3 separate regions of the Sus scrofa genome follow, and all the other regions are linked to region 2. A link is a contact called in public Hi-C data. All regions are on one chromosome and are shown on one strand. Each heading gives the region's core, a stretch centred on a gene start, on an enhancer-like site or on the middle of the called end of the contact. The rest is flanking DNA. Distances are from core to core; before and after follow the strand shown.

What was found. Hi-C and Micro-C count contacts between places; a contact is called where the count stands out from the background.
Region 1: a contact with region 2 is called in a Hi-C map of retroperitoneal adipose tissue, with 1.7 times the contacts expected there. The contact joins two enhancer-like sites. A contact is called at or near these places in 5 of 47 Hi-C or Micro-C datasets (blood, fetal heart ventricle, heart right ventricle and 2 more) and 1 of 2 datasets of contacts at active chromatin or transcription factors (alveolar macrophages).
Region 3: a contact with region 2 is called in a Hi-C map of retroperitoneal adipose tissue, with 2.4 times the contacts expected there. The contact joins two enhancer-like sites. A contact is called at or near these places in 18 of 47 Hi-C or Micro-C datasets (alveolar macrophages, blood, brain and 11 more) and 2 of 2 datasets of contacts at active chromatin or transcription factors (alveolar macrophages and skeletal muscle).

The regions. Positions count from the first base shown.
Region 1 is chr1:29,100,312-29,104,608 of Sscrofa11.1, forward strand. No RefSeq gene overlaps it. Among named protein-coding and RNA genes, the nearest start is that of ALDH8A1, 42 kb to the left of the region's middle. Within about 2 kb of position 1,305, at least 29 of the 83 cell types and tissues checked have an H3K27ac peak or open chromatin away from gene starts, as enhancers often do. A contact at or near this core is called in alveolar macrophages and retroperitoneal adipose tissue, where this site is marked.
Region 2 is chr1:29,291,571-29,295,643 of Sscrofa11.1, forward strand. No RefSeq gene overlaps it. Among named protein-coding and RNA genes, the nearest start is that of ALDH8A1, 230 kb to the left of the region's middle. Within about 2 kb of position 2,576, at least 6 of the 83 cell types and tissues checked have an H3K27ac peak or open chromatin away from gene starts, as enhancers often do. A contact at or near this core is called in alveolar macrophages and retroperitoneal adipose tissue, where this site is marked.
Region 3 is chr1:29,150,984-29,155,100 of Sscrofa11.1, forward strand. No RefSeq gene overlaps it. Among named protein-coding and RNA genes, the nearest start is that of ALDH8A1, 92 kb to the left of the region's middle. Within about 2 kb of position 2,563, at least 18 of the 83 cell types and tissues checked have an H3K27ac peak or open chromatin away from gene starts, as enhancers often do. A contact at or near this core is called in alveolar macrophages and retroperitoneal adipose tissue, where this site is marked.

The DNA of each region.
Region 1 (4,297 bases), core at 55-2,554, 190 kb before region 2:
GGTATTTATCAAATACGCTGCATTTCTTTCTTTCTTTTTTTTCAAATAAAAACTTTTAACATGTTTTTCTACCTCCATTTTTGTGTGTGTGTTTGATTTTTCCATCTTCCTAAATGTTATCCAAATCCTATAATTTTGCCAGATAGAGCTCAAGAAACTCTTCTTCTATTAAACCCTCTCTGGCCTCCTGCCTGAAGCCCTGGTTCTCAAAGCAGTTAGGTCCATTCCAGTCTGGGACATACTTTGTTGATTAGCCTGATTATTTACTCTTTATAATTGCTATTTATGTTTGTATATTTTCATGCCAGTTCTCCACAATGAGAGATCAGGAATGCATCTTGCACTGTATATATCCCTCAATATAAAAAATGCCTTGTGTGTAATAGGACTTGTCAGAAACAGGATTTTCTTCATGTGGCCAAATTCTAGAGCTGAAGCAAGATTTGGAGATCCGACAAGTTTGTTGATGGATATAGTGGAGTCTGAATGAAAGAACACTTTAGATCTTTGAACCTAGCCATATACTCAAAATAAGCGATTTTGACTAAGTGGCTTTTATTAGTACCTATTACTGAGGCTAATTTATAAAGAAAGATATATAGCATGGATGAAGAGTTTGATGCAAAAGTAAGTCTAAAACATCACAAAAATTAACCTATGGAGAAATATTTCCACAGTTTGACGGTCATGTCAAAGTTTAAGGTGCAGCTTCTGATTAAGACTAATGCTCTTGATTCCGTGTTTTGTGACACCCCAGACTGGTGATTTCTCAGAATTTGTACTCACTACATGCAGCACCATGGTATTCCAGAAGGTGGCGCTGCTTTTCTGCAGAAATTTTTCGTGATCCGCTCAACAGCCTCCTCATTTGCATTACTGCTGCAAAGACTTGGCCAGAAAGCAATCTGAATATTTTATATTAGCGGAAATAGGAATTGCTTACATTTATTATATATTCCCCGATAAATGCAGGTTTCAGAAAGTTAGATTTTTTAAAAATGGCTTTCAATTTTTTTTGCATTTCTGACATTGAGAGACCAAGTTCCTCATTATCCCTGAACACTTTCAGATCTTTCAGATATATAATGGGTTGAGGGGACTGAGAGGACTTGAGTAGGCATCTAGGCCACCCTTCCTTTCTTTAGGTGAGGATCATATAGTCCAGATCCCTGACCAGGTCATCCATAAAGTCAAAGGCAGAGCCAGGAGTCAAACTCAGATCCCTTCACCATCCCATCCTATCCCTGCTGTTAGTTGGCATGTATCAGTTAAGCATCAGGTATGCCTCGCTGCTAAGTGTAAGGTGACAAAAGCCAATATCCATCTCATTCTGAGGATCTGCTATGGGGAGTCCTCAAATAGGAGTGTGTGTGTGTGTGTGTGTGTGTGTGTGTGTGTGTGTGTGTGTAGAACAGGGGTTCTGTACAATGATTTGTCTCATTCTTTTTTGCAGCATCTGACCCAGGGTAAGCCCTCAACAAGTATTTTTTGAGTAAATGAAGGATGGAAGGAAATGAAGAAAGGAAGGAAGGAGAGAAGGAGAGGAAAGGGAAGGAAGGGAGGAAAGGAAGAAAAGAGGGGAAAGAAGGATCGGAAAGAGAACAGAAAGCGTGGAGGAGAGGGAGGGAGCCCAGCGACTTGGAGCACCGCTTATCACCAGCAACAGCCAGAAGGTAGGGGCTGGGATGATTCACCCTGGGTCAGAGCGCTCTGAGAAATAGGATGGAGAACACTTTCTGGCCAACTGGGTTATTTTATTAGCTCTTATTTCATCCTATTTTGACTCAGAGTAAATTAAAAGGTGAATTTGGCGGCTTGTAAGTCTCGGGGAGGCTAAGTCTCCACCTGCCTCTGGTGTCGAGTCTGGCGGCGCTGGGAGGACATCCGCCCCCTCTCCCAGCCTCTCCCCCGCCCTTTCTCCCAGCCTCTCCCCCGCCCCCACTGGGTTCCCTCTGCTAACATCCTGGAAACTGCCCATTCATAGGGCAGACGGGACGTGGAAGATTTTGGGAAGAAGTCCATATTCAGAGTCAGAAAAATTCCAGGAAATCCAAACACATGGTTTTATTAGATTCAAGTCTAGAATAAGAATTATCGGTCTCAGTGCAAGCAGAGCAGAGAGGCAACCGCCCGAGACAGGAAGCACCGCCTCGCCTTTGAATACTCAAAGGCGAAGTACTGGCTTTTCTGTCTTGTGATTTATCTAATTCTAGAGGCAAAGCCTAAATGCCCTGAATTTTATTTCTGTGATTTTCCTTAAGATCCAGTCCCTCCATGGGGATTTTTATGTTTTATGCCATGGATCTCGCTTGACCTAATCAGCCATCAAAAATCATCTACCCTATGTCCCACTACTTTTGGGGTTTTTTTGGCTGCACTCTTGTTACTGGAAGTTCTCAGGCCAGGGATGGAACCCTGGCAATGACAATGCCAGATCCTTAACCTGCTGAGCCATCAGGCAACTCCCTATGTCCCATTCTTTCCCTTGCTAATTGACTAAATAATCTGAAGTGATAATTCCTATCTTAGAGACATATTTAATTTTTAAAAATTTTTGTTGAAAGATAGTTATTTACAATGTTGTGTTAATTTTAGGTATACAGTAAAGTGATTCAGTTATACATGCACACACACATATATTTTTTTCATATTTTCTGTTATAGATTATTACAAGATATTGACTATAGTTCCCTGTGCTATACAGTAGGTCTTTATTTATGTTTTATATATAGTTCTGTATATGTGTTTATCCCACACTTCTCATTTATTCCAACCCCTCTTTTGCCTTTGGTAACCATAAGATTGTTTTCTATATCTGTGAGTCTATTTCTGTTTTGTAAATAAGTTCATTTGTATCATTTTTTTAGATTACATTAGAAGTGATATTGTATGATATTTGTCTTTCTCTGTCTTACTTCACTTAGTATGACAATCTCTAAGTCCATCTATGTTGCTACAAAAATTATTTTTTATGTCTGAGTAGTATTCCACTGTACATATGTACCACATCTTCTTTAACCATTCATCTATAAGATGGACATTTAGGTAGCTTCAATGTCTTGGCAACTGTAAATGGTGCTGCAGTGAACACTGGGATGCATATATCTTTTTGAATTATAGTTTTCTCAGGATATATGCTCAGGAGTGGGATTGTGGGATCATGTGGTAACTCTATTTTTAGTTTTCCTAAGGAAGCTCCTAACCATTCTCCATAGTGGCTGCACCAATTTATATTCCTACCAACAGTGTAGGAGGGTCCCTTTTCCTCCACACCCTCTCCAGCATTTATTTATTTATTTATTCATTTGTTATGGCCACACCCATGTCCTGCAGAAGTTCTTGGGCCAGGGATCAAACCTGCACCACAACAGTGCCCCAAGCCACAGCAGTGACAATGCTGGATCCTTCATCTGCTGAGGCACCAGAGACCTCCCTCCAGCATTTATTATTTGTAGACTTTTTGAAAATGGCCATTCTCATTGGTGCAAGTGATGCCTCAATGTTGTTTTGATTTGTGGGACATACTTGATTTTTCACACGGACCTGGACCCAAAATGCTTTATCTCAGGAGTTAAATCTATGCTGCCTGTGGAGATTTCTGACATTATATCAGGTCGTGAGGGAAGTGGGGTCGAATCCCTTCTTACTCCACTTGGAGGCCTGCCAGACACACCACCTGGGCAGCCGTATGATCACGCCAGTGCATGAAGAGGTTGTATCAGAAAGTCATTCACTTAGCAAACATGACTGAGGAACTGCTAGGTGCCAGGCGCTATGTTGTCAGGGCCTCCGGCTCAAAGGTACCCACCATGGAAAGGAGGGTCTGTGCCCTTGGGGAAGAGATAGTCAGGGGCTTTGGCAAGGACTGATGGGGGAGAGCATCAGGAGATCAGGGGAGAAGCGGATGGTATTCAGGCAGCCGTATGATCACGCCAGTGCATGAAGAGGTTGTATCAGAAAAGATAGATTGCAGCACTGGGTAGTTGCCCAGTGCAGATGGACAAGGAAAGCATCGAGTGATTCTAGTTTATTTTAGAAACCTGCAGGTAAAATGAAGAGTACTAAAGAGTGTAGTCATAGGGGGAACCACAGTTACACAAAACGGTGTGTGTGTGTGTGTGAGTGAGTGCATGAAAAAATCACACTCATGTTGAGGGTGATGGGTAGTATATTTTCAATTTAGGGGATAAAAGACTTTGAGTCTAAAAACCAGCAAGTCCCAGGTGACCTCACAGTTACCAAGGAATGCAATACACATTATGATTTTTTTTTTTGGCACATGTAGGGTTTATTTTAA
Region 2 (4,073 bases), core at 1,326-3,825:
ATATAATCATACATTTTCTAGTAGCTGTGTTTACAAAAATACAAAGAGGTGGGAGTTCCCATTGTGCTGCAGTGGAAACGAAACCGACTAGCATCCATGAGGATGCAGTTTCAGTCCCTGGCCTTGCTCAGTGGGTTGGGGATCTGGCATTGTCATGAGCTGTGGTGTAGGTCACAGATGTGATTCAGATCCCGAACTGCTGTGGCTGTGGCATAGACTGGAAGCGGTAGCTCCGATTCAGACTCTAGCCTGGGAACTTTCATATGCTGTGGGTGCAGCCCTAAAAAGAAAAAAAAAAAAAAGGTGAACTTAATTTAAATAATATTTTAATTTAACTCAGTATGTCTAACATATAATAACAACATACAATACGTATATAAGATTAATGAGATAGTTTACATTCTTTTTTGTTCTACTAGGTCTTTGAAATCTGGCATATTTCTTGAAGATATCTCGATTTAGACGAGCCACATTGTGACTGGGGCTACTGCCCTGGACCCCACAGACCTAAAATAGCACCTCACCTCCAGCAACTCTCTACCACATTACCCTGATTTATCATTTCTGGAACACTTATCAGTATTTGAAATCATCCTGTTGGTTTATTTACTTGTATATTATCTATCTTTCCATCCCTTTCGAGCCTCCTGCCCTGAAAAGGAAAGTCTAGGAGTTCCCTGGTATGGCATGGATTCGATCCCTGGTTTGGGAACTTCCACATGTTGTCAGTGTGGCAAAAAAAAAAAAAAAAAAAAAAAAAAAGAGAGAGAGAGAGAGAAAAGTCTAAAGAACTAGGAGTTTCTTTTTATTCTTTTCTGTATCCATAGGGCTTAGTATCTTGCCAGTTTTCAGCAAACATTTATTGAAAGTTAAATGAATAAGAAGCTGATGTGCTGTTAAACAATGAGTCTGCATGGTTTTTGCTTTTTGAGTCTTCCCTCTGTTGTGCTAGGTTTCTGACTAGTGGAAATATCATAACCACACATTCCCCTTCTTCACCCATGTCCTGTTACAACTGTCCTGTGCTATTTGTATCCTACCAATTTTCTGCTATGGGGCTGTTTCGTTCAGAGAAAGCACTTTCTAGCCCCCTTTAAAGCAGCTCTCAAATTAGCATTCAACTCACACTAAACAGGAGGAAAAGAGAAGACAAACATTTGGACTTTGTCTTCTCCCCCCTACTAACCATTATAAATTATCTCGAAGGTACTCAGGCTGTAACTTGTATTTATTATACTTTTAGTCAATGGGAGGAAACCCAGAATCTGGGATCAGCTATACACCTTGGGGAACTGCCCTAAAGCAAAGTCCTTGAGGTTTCTTTCTACTGCTGCTCTAGAGGTGACCAGTCTTACCTGCAAGACAGTGGTCAAGGGCTCCGGATTTGCCTGTGCCCATTTCCTCTATCTGCCAAAAGAAAGTTACATTCATTGCTTATTTCTAGAGTAAGACTATAGAGAAAATAACCAGAAGGTTTCTTCATGCCCAGTAATGAAAAGCTTTGTTGCTGGTCATACGAAGCAAAGAGCACTGACGTGGTATCCAGGATTCTGATCCTATATGCATGTATCACAAGAAAAACTCTTAGAGTCTTGGAGGGTGGGTCTGCACAGCAAGCAGATGGTAAAATGGAAGTGGGGTTTGAGTAGAATTCATATCCTTTCTGCAGTGAGAGAAGTTTGTAGAAAGAGAAAAGTTTCTGCAAGCTTGTTTTGATGCTTGATTACATTAGCGTGCAACTACTCCTGGGTAAAACAGAATGAAGGGAAAGTTGACTCAATTCAGACCACCCTCTCCATAACTTCTCTGTCCTTCCCTGGGTAACTGAAATTGTGCTCCATAATAAACCTGACTATGATTTATTCACAAAACCTAAAGAAGTACTGTCAAATTTGAGAATGTTGAGTTCTCAATCCAAAATTCATTAAAAAATATATTATGCACCTAAGATGCGTAAAAAAAAAAAAAAACTGAAAGGCAAATGTAAGACCCTCGGAGACTTCCATTTTAGCAGATGACCCATTCGTTAAACAACAATTTTTATGATTAATTATTCAATTACAATTGTAATGAGTGCCTCGAAAGGCAAGACCCAGGTGGTGTGAGAAGACTTAAGAGCATCCTGATTTTCAGTCTTTTTCACCCAAATGTCCTGTCAGATAAGTCTGGAAAGGAGGGTAGGTTTAGTGGGTGAAGGGGGATAGGGAGATTTTTAGGTTGAGGGAGCAGCAGGTGTCAATGTGCTGAAGTAGGTGGGATCTGGCTTAGTCAACAGAAGAAGCAATGGCCAGAGTTTCTGGCCCCAGAGGGTTCCCCAATGAAGAGGCCAAGAGAGCAATAAGACCTAGAGCCCAGAGTCGCTGCTGTTCTCCCATCAGGGCTGACTATACTGGCTGAGTCTTCCTCCCCATTAATTTACCTAATACTGAGGTTTTTAGCACTACCTCATATGTGAAGCCCTCAAAGGGTGTGGCTTTCCCAGTTGCCACCAGCAGATGTGCAAACCCCTCTACTCTGTCTTGAAGATCCCTGCACTGTCATCTGCTGCAGTAGCAGACCAGGAGCACCAGGGGGCAGAAGACATTTTCCTCTGTGTACTTTGGTAGACCACAACATGGCGAAAAGGTACCCTAATTTCCACCTAAAGTGTTGCATAAAGAATTAGTAAATGCAGCTACTACCAGGGTCTGAGTCCACTGCTCTCCAATCTTGGCTGAGCACTACAAAAACAAACAAGCAAAATTATTAGTAGATTTACTGAGGGTGATTAAATTTACTCAGAATTAAACCAGGAAGCTTAACTAACATGTCTTAACGAAGCTGTGACAGTCATATAACGATGGTGAAACAAACAAATAAACAAGGGCCATTATGGGGAATTCTCAAAACCTGGTACCTGGAAGCAAAAAAGGTCAGTTTTCAGTTCTTTTTCATGACTGCTTCTACATCGGAATGAGGGTTGGGAGCAGACCTTAAGAGAGGTGCAAAAGGCTTTAACTATGCAATTGGATAGGCCAAGAAATGCAATTCCAGAGGTGAGATATATATATATATATATATTGCTTTTTAGGGCTGTACCTGCAGCATATGGAAGTTCCCAGGCTAGGAGTCAAATCAGAGCCACAGCTGCTGGCCTATGCTACAGCCACAGCAACACCAGATCCAAGCCACGTCTGTGACCTACACCACAGGTCAGGGCAACGCCAGATCCTTAACCGGCTGAGTGAGGCCAGGGATCGAACCCGCAACCTTATGGTTACTAGTTGGATTCGTTTCCACTGTGCCAGAATGGGAACTCCAGAGTTGATATATTATTAATAAGAAGATAGTGCACCTTCCGCTTGAATGATGTCTTTCACCAGGTTTATGCTAAACTCCTGGTAGCCATGTTTCCAATAACGATACCTCTGGGGAAAAGAGAAAAACAGACAAGACAACGCATGACTACAAATTGGTCATGGACTGGGTAGCCTGAATTTCACACTGATCACATCTTCCTGATTGCTGCCGATGGACATCTCATGCCAGCCACGAATCGAACCAAATAATTAGCAGATGTCACCAACGCCAAACTGATGTTTAAAAATGGAACAAGTGAATCATCGAAATATTTAGGAAGGGAAGCCTGTGCCAACCATTCCGTCATCAAAAGGCTTGTATGGACAATGTGGTCTCTGTATAATCAAGAGCATTTCCTCAGTGTGACCATGGAAAAGAAAATGGAAGCCTATAGTGCGAGTGTAACTATAAACACTGCGTTATAAATACCACGTTAGGGAGATATTTTTAGAAATCTCAAAACAATATTTAAGACTAATTACTAGGGCAATGCCTCTCTGTTAGTATTATCATTGTCAGTTATTCAAAAGCAAGTGGCTACGTAAGGTATGGTCTCTTGTCTCTGGAAGCACATATTTGGTAGTAGAGTACTAATATGCATGGATGTGAGAGACAAACAACGAATATGCTTATACATGAAAGTAATATAGAAAAGCCTTACATAGGCACGATAAAAATTGGAAGAGATGGTGTGATTTAGGGAAAGTGAATAGGCAGGCTTTGTACATGACAGA
Region 3 (4,117 bases), core at 1,313-3,812, 140 kb before region 2:
GCTCTTTCTTTTGGTGAATACAGTAGACTATTTGCTATTCTTTATCAAACCATGTACTTTCTTGACTCTGGACACTTGTTCTTGCTGTTCCCCCTGCCAATCATGCCATTCCCACCTCTCTTTACAAACCAAAGACCTACCTACCTTCAAAACTTAAGTCCAATGTTTTCTATTTTTTGAGCAGCTTTTTGTAATCTAAGCAAAATGATTTTTCCCCTTCCCTTTGAGCTTACTTGTAATAGAGCACTCGTCATATAAGAAAATTGTTTGTTGATGTATTTTGTTTTCTAACTCCAAAATTAGGATCCTAAGGGCAGGGGAACTAAGAGATTAGTAAATGGTTGAGAACACCAATGATGAGTGAATAGATGTACCTGTCTGAAATTAGCTCACATGCTTGTTCACAGAACTGTCTTGGGAAACACCCAGAATTATTTCAAAGGCAACAAAAGTGTCCTGGTTTGTTGGTAGGTGGGGAAATACAAGGGTTATATCAGCAAGGCTGAATGAAAAGCGTAGTCTGGATCTTCACAAGAAAGCATATTTCTTTGATTAAACACATCAATTGGCAAAAGCCCCCAATCATGGTTAAGAGTGTTATTTTGCTGAAAACTCAAATCAAGAAACACTCAAAGGAAAACAGCCATGATGGGTATCGTCCTTGAGGTGGATTTTTTTTTTTTTTCTTTTTGATTTTTAGGGCCGTACCCTTGGCATTTGGAAGTTCCCAGACTAGGGGTCGAGTCAGAGTTGCAGCCTATGCCCCAGCCACAGCAACATGGGATCCTTAACCCACTGAGCAAGGCCATGGATCAAACCCACATCCTTATGGGTACTAGTCAGGTTCATTACCACTGAGCCACAACAGGAACTCCAGTGGTGGATGATTCTTGATGGCTGTGTTGAAATTTTGGCTTAAGAGGAGAAAAATGCTAGTGGGCAAAGGAGTTAGGGGAGAGAGTTCCACGGGGAAATGCTGGGTTTTGGAAAACTCAGAGAAGAAAAGGATCCAGAGATATAGTCTTGGGAGATCTGGAACAGCAGAGATGGGCAAGTGGGACGTTTTTCATCCCCTTGGATGAGCTGAAGCACAGCTCCCCTAGAAAATTCTGATAAATTGCCACTAGATGACGCTGTTTCCTCATTAGGCAGATAGGATGTCACCAGGGTGGCCCCACTCCACAGAGGCAGGAGTGTCAGCCTCAGGGCCTAGGATCTGCTTCCAGCTCTGCTCTCTGCAGAACGAGGCCTGGAAGGAACGGACCTCTGAGGCTGGAGGGATCTTTCATTTGTAAAACAAACCAACAAACAAAATCCTGGACTGGGTCATTTCTAAGGTCTCTCCAATTACTTTTTAAATTTCTTTTTTTTTTTTTTAATTCAAACCTCAGTGACGCCTTTTATGTGAATAAACACTTTGTACAAACATATCAATTTTTATTTAACAAAATCTCATTTAGATACATAAACTCTGTACACCATGGCACACCTGTGTGGACTGGTATCCCTTCTGGGCCTAAACATTTCTCACGTTAAATCTTATTTCTGCCCTCAAAGAACTGTGGAGCTAGAAAGAATCTTAGAGGGTGCGCGTTTCTGTCCTTTAGTTTTCATATCTAATATCTAAGCATAAGCTTCTCTGGGGGGGCGGGGTAGAATCATATCTTGCCCATCGCCACCCCCTTTTAGGGGCCATAGTTCCGCAACTACGACTTGTGCTCCAGGGCTGTTCTGCCTTGCATTCTCTTATGCAGGCTATTTGATATCACATGTAGGTTTTGAAGCTCTATCAAAACGTACTTGACCACTGAATAAAATGAATGGCATGGAACACCTCTCTACTGGGTTTGAGCTACTTTTCTCGCCTACTCTTGGGACAGGATTCTACAAACAGTGCTTTGCTCTGTGTTTGGCTCAGATGGGTTCAGTTAGGTGGGGCTTAAACTCTAAGGCAAGAATATGGTGCTGGGTTGAATGCTGTAACTGTGTCTATCCCTTCCCCCCAACTCCAGAGGAAGTCCCCAACTCCAGAGGAAGTCCCCCAACTCCAGGTCTCTGCCTCGTGCTTATCCTTCCTGGAGCCCCCGTCATTTTCACGCACAGAAGGGCTGCTTTTCCTGGTGAGTCCTCAAGGTCATTGGTCTGCTGCTTCCTATAGTAATCGTAACAACAATTTATCTCCTGTAAACAAAACAGCATATCCTTAACCTACATACCACGGTTAAAATAGTATCCTAGTAGGACAAGAGTTGCTGACTGTGAAAGAAAATGGGCAAAAATAAGGGAAAAAGAAATAAGGTTTGAAAACTCAGATGTTTTATTCCATGTCTTATAGATGGCAGTGATATCTATTTCTGCCTGAAAAAGAGGATGGACTTCAATTTTGTTCTTCCATTTTCTTTATACAGCTTCATGAAGACAGTTTTTAGTAGGTATTTAAGAAAAAAGGACAAGCATGCAATGACTCCTGAATGTACTGATGACCCCCTAATGATCTCCCAGGGACCCAGAAATTCCTCTCACCAGATCAGTTCAGACCCCGTGTTCACAGTTAACAAGGTTTCATTAGGGCTGAAAAAAAAATTTGCCTTTGCTTCCAAACATGAGCTAAGCTCTGATAGGGCCCCAGCAGGGAACAGATTTCTCTTTTTATCTTTTTGCTTCCCTGGTGTGTAATCTTGTCTTTTGAAATAGTTGCAATCAGAACAAATTACCTAAAGAGTGGGGCAGGAAAAGATTTCACAGTCATTGTGGGTATTTTTTAGTTTTCTTTAACAATTGGTACCTTCCCTTAGTAATTGAAAATGAGCCAAGAAATCTGTGTGTACTTGGCAGTGTTTTTCTAAGTGTGTGGACGAGAGAGGAGGGCTTTTAAGGTGACACAGATTGCTTCAGCCAGGGCTAGGCAGCTCTGGAAAACCAGCCACCTGCCTTGTGTCCTGGTTCTCTGCCTTCACAGGGACCACAGGGAGTTTGGGGGACAGTTACTGCTAAGGTTGGAGGGGAGGCAGAGGTGGAAGGGTTGAGTGGCTAGTCCTTGGCTCATGTTTCAGAAGCAGAGTTTAGTGTGGTTAGTTCATCCCTCGCAATCCTGAAGAGAGGCTAATGAATGGTGTGCCTCTGAATCCACCCTTGATTTTTGGTTGGTGCTCCAGTCCCACTAGGACCTCAGGTCAGTGTCAGGAAGGTGGGCTTATTGCATCTCTGAAATGCAGGGGTTGCTCTGCACTGGCTGGTTCATGCATCACAGCCTGCCCATCCCATGGGTGTTGCAAAAACCTGTGTCTGCTTCCTGAGGTTCAGGGAAATGAAGAACGGGCCTGGGGTCATTAGGACTAAGCAGACATTTGAACCTCCGAGAGGAGGGATTTCAGGGCATGGTGAGTGTTTATGACATTCCTGGGGGAGGCTTGGAGGGGACACCTACCACTTAAGGTGTCATTTCTTGAGCTTCATACTTGAGTTAGAAATGTCGGAAACAGGAGTTCCCATTGTGGCTCAATGGTTAGCAAACCCAACTAGCATCCGTGAGGATGCAGGTTCGATCCCTGGCCTCACTCAGTAGGTTAAGGATCCGGCGTTGCGGTGAGCTGTGGTGGAGGTCGCAGATGTGGCTTGGATCCAGTGTTGCTGTGGCCCTGGCGTAGGCCGGTGACTACAGTTCCCATTGGACCTCTAGCCTGGGAACCTCCATATGCCGTGGCTGGGGCCCTAAAAGACCAAAAATAAAATAAATAAATAAATAAATAAATAAAAATAAATGTCTGAAACAGAAACAGCCAACTCTGAAAGGTCACCTTCTAGACAAAGCGCCGATGCCCAGGCTGCCTGGGCTCCACTCGGAACACTACAAGAAAATGTGTTGAAGCAGGTGTCAAGGAAAGGTCCATGGGAAAGAGGCCATGTTGCTGATGGAAAGTCTGGTGGAGAGCAACTAACATTCCCGTTCACCATACATATTACCATTAGCCGAATGAGCAGAGATTAGACAGGCCCTTATGAGGACCTCGGGTCCTCTGAGCCTTCTGTTATTTAAGACTAAGGTGCTGGTAGAATCAACCATAGCTGCAAAGTCCAGGGAGACTTCAAGGGATGATAAAAGCTCATCTGTGTGTGT